Linked DNA regions of Anas platyrhynchos: region 1 is linked to region 2. A link is a contact called in public Hi-C data. All regions are on one chromosome and are shown on one strand. The core of a region is the stretch at or near the end of the contact, and the rest is flanking DNA. Distances in the headings are between cores, read along the strand shown.

The links. Hi-C and Micro-C count contacts between places; a contact is called where the count stands out from the background.
Region 1: a Hi-C map of liver shows a contact between it and region 2, with 2.4 times the contacts expected there. The contact joins the enhancer-like site here to the promoter of PTCH2 in region 2. A contact is called at or near these places in 2 of 8 Hi-C or Micro-C datasets (liver and skeletal muscle).

Annotation. Positions count from the first base shown.
Region 1 is chr8:29,563,869-29,566,568 of IASCAAS_PekinDuck_T2T, reverse strand. All of the region lies in intron 5 of EIF2B3 (eukaryotic translation initiation factor 2B subunit gamma), which reads left to right. Among named protein-coding and RNA genes, the nearest start is that of EIF2B3, 39 kb to the left of the region's middle. Within about 2 kb of position 1,263, at least 2 of the 8 cell types and tissues checked have an H3K27ac peak or open chromatin away from gene starts, as enhancers often do.
Region 2 is chr8:29,498,178-29,500,877 of IASCAAS_PekinDuck_T2T, reverse strand. It overlaps PTCH2 (patched 2), which reads left to right and starts at 1,433. Exons shown (of 24, transcript XM_038183163.2): 1 at 1,433-1,584; 2 at 2,165-2,357. The coding sequence starts at 1,495.

The DNA.
Region 1 (2,700 bases), core at 14-2,513, 66 kb before region 2:
AGCTGTCTCCTGACGAGAGGGCGTGCCAATGTCTCTGCATCACAGCCATAAAACGATTGCTAATTTTAGCAAAGAGCTGGACTTTGTAATTACAGCTGAAAAAAAAAAAAAAATATATATATATATAATATCAGTATTGTGCAAATACACTGAGCAGTGTCTTAATAGCTGTCAAGACAGCTTTTCCTTCAAGACTTGTTTTAAAAGAGCAGTGACTGTCTCATAATTAAAGGCAGTTCCCACCTGCTGTACTGAGGTAGCACACGCTGAGCTGTGCAGAACAGTGCATGAAGCTTTAAATTCAGCAATAATTATCCAAGGCAGGAAGTTATCCTCAAAATATCATCTCACTACGTTGAATTTGCCAGAATTTATTCTTGCCCACTGCAGTGTTCTAATCGTCACGTTACCATTGCGTAAAAGGAGCAAAATTCCTTTCACTTAACCTCAAGCTGTTGTTATCCAGGTCCTAGTAGCGGGTGAAAGATGAGGCAAAAATTTGGAAATCCAACTCTGTCCTCAGTGCAGTGCATGTTTATGTCCAGCTGGGCTCCAAGCTGTAGTACTCCAAGCTCAGTGTCATCCTGAAAGCATTTGAGGTGTCAGCTCAGAGTAGTGTCATGCGGCGGCTCCTGCTATGGCTATTAACAAATCTGGAAATTTGAAATCATGAGTAATCTGGTCTAACCAGAAGCTAATGCAGTGTGGTTGTAACTGCTGTAATTACTTGCTTAAAAAAATGCAAATTTGGACTTTGGGTGGATGTTAAATTCTTCTTGTGGTAACAAATGTTCCTGTGTCCTTCCACCCCCCCCCTTGATATTTATGTTAATCATCCCCTGGTATTTCTGATGGTGTTTTGTAAAACACCAGTTACCTATTAAAAGAATTACTCAGAGCTATTTTTGTTTGAAAAATGAAGAGATGTCTGCAGTTGGCTTCAGCCTGACTTCACCTTTCCTTTGGTTTTGAATTCTCTTGTCACTGTGCAACAAGAATGATGCACTCTCTAATTTTAAGGCTTTATTTTAGTGACAGTCTTATCTGATACTTTCAAAATATCTGCTAACAAATAGTATAGTTTCTTTTGAACTGGACAAGTATGCAAGTATCTGTATGGCATGTGTGGTGTTTCTGTTGCTTGGTGTGTTTCTTCAGTGCAGAACTGGGCAGTGTTCGAATGCTGATGTCATCCTGAGCCCTGATGGCTTTCTGTGTCCCGAAAGCTCCTGGCTCGAGGTTGATGTTGCCCTGCCTCCAGGCTGCCATGTGTCTGAGGATGCATCTGAACACGTGGGCTGAGTCATGACTTGAGCTTAGCCAAGTCAGGAAACCCCTCTGCCTTAATTCAGGGAAGCAGGATTCATCAAGTCTGACTGCAGACACCTCGTCTAGTTTTTCCTAAAATGTGTTTTTCTTACATGTACCTATTCAGTGTTGTGATGTGTGTGGAACAGCCCGTGTCCTGGTCGTCACAGCCACGTTCCCCCTGCACTGGCGTCAGAGCCAACTTTCATGCCATTATCCTTTAATTTCTGCCTGAGGTGAAGCTATTTTGGTTAACTAATAAATTATATGACATTTTTAATTGAGATCTTATCAGTATGAAAATGCTTACTGTGCTATCAAATGCTAAAATGCTCACATTTTGGTGGAGTTGAGATGTGTGTGGTATGGCTGCAAAAGCTTGTCACGAAGCAAAAGTGAGGCAGCAGTGGTAGGTTGCAGGAGGAGATGAAAAGGAAGCCCAGGTCAAAGCACCAGCCGGGGAAACTTCAGACCCTCAAAGAGCAGGAGCTAAGTATAACTCACTTGCTGTAGATGAAAGAAATGAGCGTTGCCAGATTTACTGCAGAGGGCCTCCTATATAGGCTGGATTTTGGTAGTTTTCAGTAATTTAAATTGTAGCACTTGAATTTTTCCCTTCTGTGGATTCAAAGCTCAAGTCTTCTTCCCTTCTAGACGGTAAGTGCTGGGGGGAGCCAGGCACTGCTTTGTCCAGCACAGAGCAAGTACTGCTCACTTCTCTCCCGCTGTTCTTCCTTCTCACCCTCCTGACCTGCCATCTGACTCTTGTTGGGTTGTTCTCCATCCCATGAAACTTCCATGAAACATGGCTGTTTTTATGCAAGTATCTTCCCAGGAAAGACCCACAGACATGCACCTTCTGCCATTGGAGCCCCTTTGTCCGGTGAAGATCCTGGCAAAGGAAAGGGAGTGATAAAATATGGCCTATGCACAGTAACAGATTTTTTTTAAAGGGTATTTTTCATTTTAAGGAACTAGTGGTGTAGATGGGTTTCACAAGGTTCCTGTGAGGCTTCTCATGAGGGGATATCCAGAGGTACGTGGGACAGCATGTCATGCTCTTTCCATTGATTTTTCTGCTTCTGATTTTACTTGAACTTTGAAGGGGGTAGGGGAATTTCCTTGTTTTATTATTCCAAAGGTATGTAATTACCTCAAATCCCCAAGTTTTGCAGATCGTACCTCTTAAATTCTAGCCACGAGTAAAATCCACCTCACCTGAGGGGCACCGAGTGCTGAGGCTCCGTGAGCAAGGCTGCGATCCGCGGGTTGCGGTGCTGAGCACGGGTTTGTTTGCCTTCGAGTCTAGGGCAGTGACATAAAGAAATCGTGGCAGCCTTCCTGTGTTTAAGCTATATATTGCTGGTGACCTACAGCTTTGACCCAGTATTC
Region 2 (2,700 bases), core at 184-2,683:
CCAAAAAGTGGGGCTGGTCCCTGTGCCCCCCCCAAACCCCTGGGGAAGTTTATGGGGTGGAAGGAGGGGATGCACACCTCTTGGGGGTGGGGAGGGTGCAGTGGGGGCACCCAGCCCTCAGGAGGGACACCCTGTGGGTATGGTGGGTGGGTATGGGGTGGGGGGGGGGCACCTGGTTATGGGGACTGGTTATGGGAAGATGGTTGGCCTTATGGGGTGGGGGAAGGGAGAAACGGGGGGGTACATTTGGGGTAGCATTTGGGGGCTGCCCATTATTTGTGGGGAGGGACCTGTGGGGTAAGTCCTCACCCTTGGAGTGGGGGGCATGTATGGGGAAGGGATGCTGTGTTCCAAAATAATATAGGGAAGGGATGGTCCCACTCTGAAAATAAAGGGGAAGGGGGGCTCCCCCTCCAAAAAACGAAGGGAAGGGGTGCTGCCCCTCCGAAAATTAAAGGGAAGGGGTGCTCCCCCTTTGGGAAATGAAGGGAAGGGATGCTCCCCCTCTGAAATAAACAGGGGAGGGAGTGCTCCCCCTCTAAAAAAAATAAAAAAGGGATGCTCCCAGCCCCCCAGAAAAAGAAGGGGAGGGGAGGGGCGCTCCCCCTGCATAATCGAAAGGGAGGAGGTGCTCCCCCTGCCAAAAGGGAAGGGAAGGGATGCTCCCCAAAAAAATTAAAGGGAAGGGATGCTCCCCCTCTAAAAAAATGAAAATAGGGATGCTTCCCCCCAAAAAAATAAAAGGGAAGGGATGCTCCCCTTCCAAAGTAAAAAGGGGAAGGGATGCTCCCCCTGTAAAAAAAATAAAAAGGGGATGCTCCCCGTCTGAAAATTAAAGGGGAGGGATGTTCCCCCCCAAAAAATAGAGGGAAGGGATGCTCCCCCCAAAAAAAATTAAAGGAAGGGATGCTCCCCCCCAAAAAAAATAAAGGGCAGGGATGCTCCCCCCGCTAAAAAAGGAAGGGCAGGGCTGCTCCCCTTCCAAAATAAAATGGAAAAAAAAAAAAAAGAAAAAGAAAAAAGGGATGCACCCCCCCCCATAAAAAAAAAAAAAAAAAAAAAAAGCAAAAAAACAAAAACCAAAAAAGAAGGGCAGGGATGCTCCACCCCCCCCCGGGGCTGTGTATATGTGTGTGTGTGTGCGGGGGGGGGGCAGGGCCCGTGTGTGTGTGTGTGTGTGTGTGTGTGTGTGTGCCGGGGGGGGGGCCCCGCCGTGTGTGGCCGGCGGCGGCGGGCGCAGCGTTGCCTGGCAGCGGGGGCGCTGGGCGCTGCCGCGGCGGCGGCGGCCAATGGGAGCGGCGGCGGCGGCGCGGCCCCGGCGCCCCCCGCCCCCGCCTCCCCCTTTAGAGGCGCGGCGGGCGGCGGGCGGCGCAGAGCCCCGCGCCCCGGCCCCGCTCAGCGGCCGCCGCCGAGCTCCATGGGGGCCGCGCTCGGCCCCACTTAAGGCGCCGGGGGTCGCCCCCCGCCCGCCCGCCCGGCCGCGAGCCCCCCGCCATGCAGCCGCCGCCGCAGCCGCCCCCCGCCCCGGCACCGCCACCGCCACCGGCACCGCTCCGAGCCGCCCGCCGCAAGCCGGCCCCCGAGGTAAGGCGCTGGAGCTGCCCCCCCCCCCCTAACCCCGGCGGCACCCAGCCGCGCCGACAGCATCCCCGCCGTCCCAAATGGGTTTCAGGCGTTTTGAGGCGTTTTGAAGCGTTTTGAGGCATTTGGAAGCGTTGTGCGGATTTTATACAATTCTTTAATATTTTTTTATAATTTGGCTAATTCTTTGTAATTTTGTAATTCTTCGTGTTTTTTACCATCCTTCATGCTTTCATAGTTTTTATATTTTTATAACATTTTATCTTTTTATAATCCTTCATATTTTTATTTTTTCATATATTTTTATGACTCCTTACGTTCCCTATAATTTTCGATATTTCTACAACTCTTTACATTTTTATAACCTTCTACATCTTAACAATCCCAAATCACTCCTGATCACACCACAATTTTTCAATTTTCCCATTATTTTTCCCCTTTGGGGGTGTGATTACCCTCACCGAGCATCCTCACCCCCTGCCCTCTAACCCCCTCCCCCCCCCTTTGCTTTTTGGGGATGCTGAGCCCTCCTGGGCCCCCTCCCCAAATCCTCACGGTGCCCCCCCCCCGCTCCCCTCCGCAGGGCAGGGTGGGGGGCCGGAGGGCCCCGCTGTGGCTGCGGGCCCGCTTGCAGGCGCTGCTCTTCGCCCTGGGCTGCCGGATCCAGCGGCACTGCGGGAAGGTGCTCTTCGTGGGGCTGCTGCTCTTCGGGGCGCTGGCTGTAGGGCTGCGGGTGGCCTCCGTCGAGACCGACATCGAGCACCTCTGGGTGGAAGGTAAGCGTGACCCCAAGGCTCGCCAATGTCCCCGTGGCTCCTGCTGTCCCCAATCCCTCCTGGGTTTGTCCCCACGGCCACGCGGGACACCCACGGGGTGATGCTCCCCGGCTGCCCCATGGGGTCCCCGCACGTGGGGTGCCACCGGCGGTGCTGTGCGCACCGGGGCTGCCCACGGGGGTCCCCCCACGCGTGTTTTCCCCCCCACGCGTGTTTTTCCCCCCCGTTATCCCCATCCACACATCCCCTTCTCCCAGCTCTGCGCCCGGTGCCCGCCGGGGAGCATCCCCCGGGGCCGATCCCGACCGCGGCTCCCGGAGCGCATCCAGGAGGGGAGCGGGGA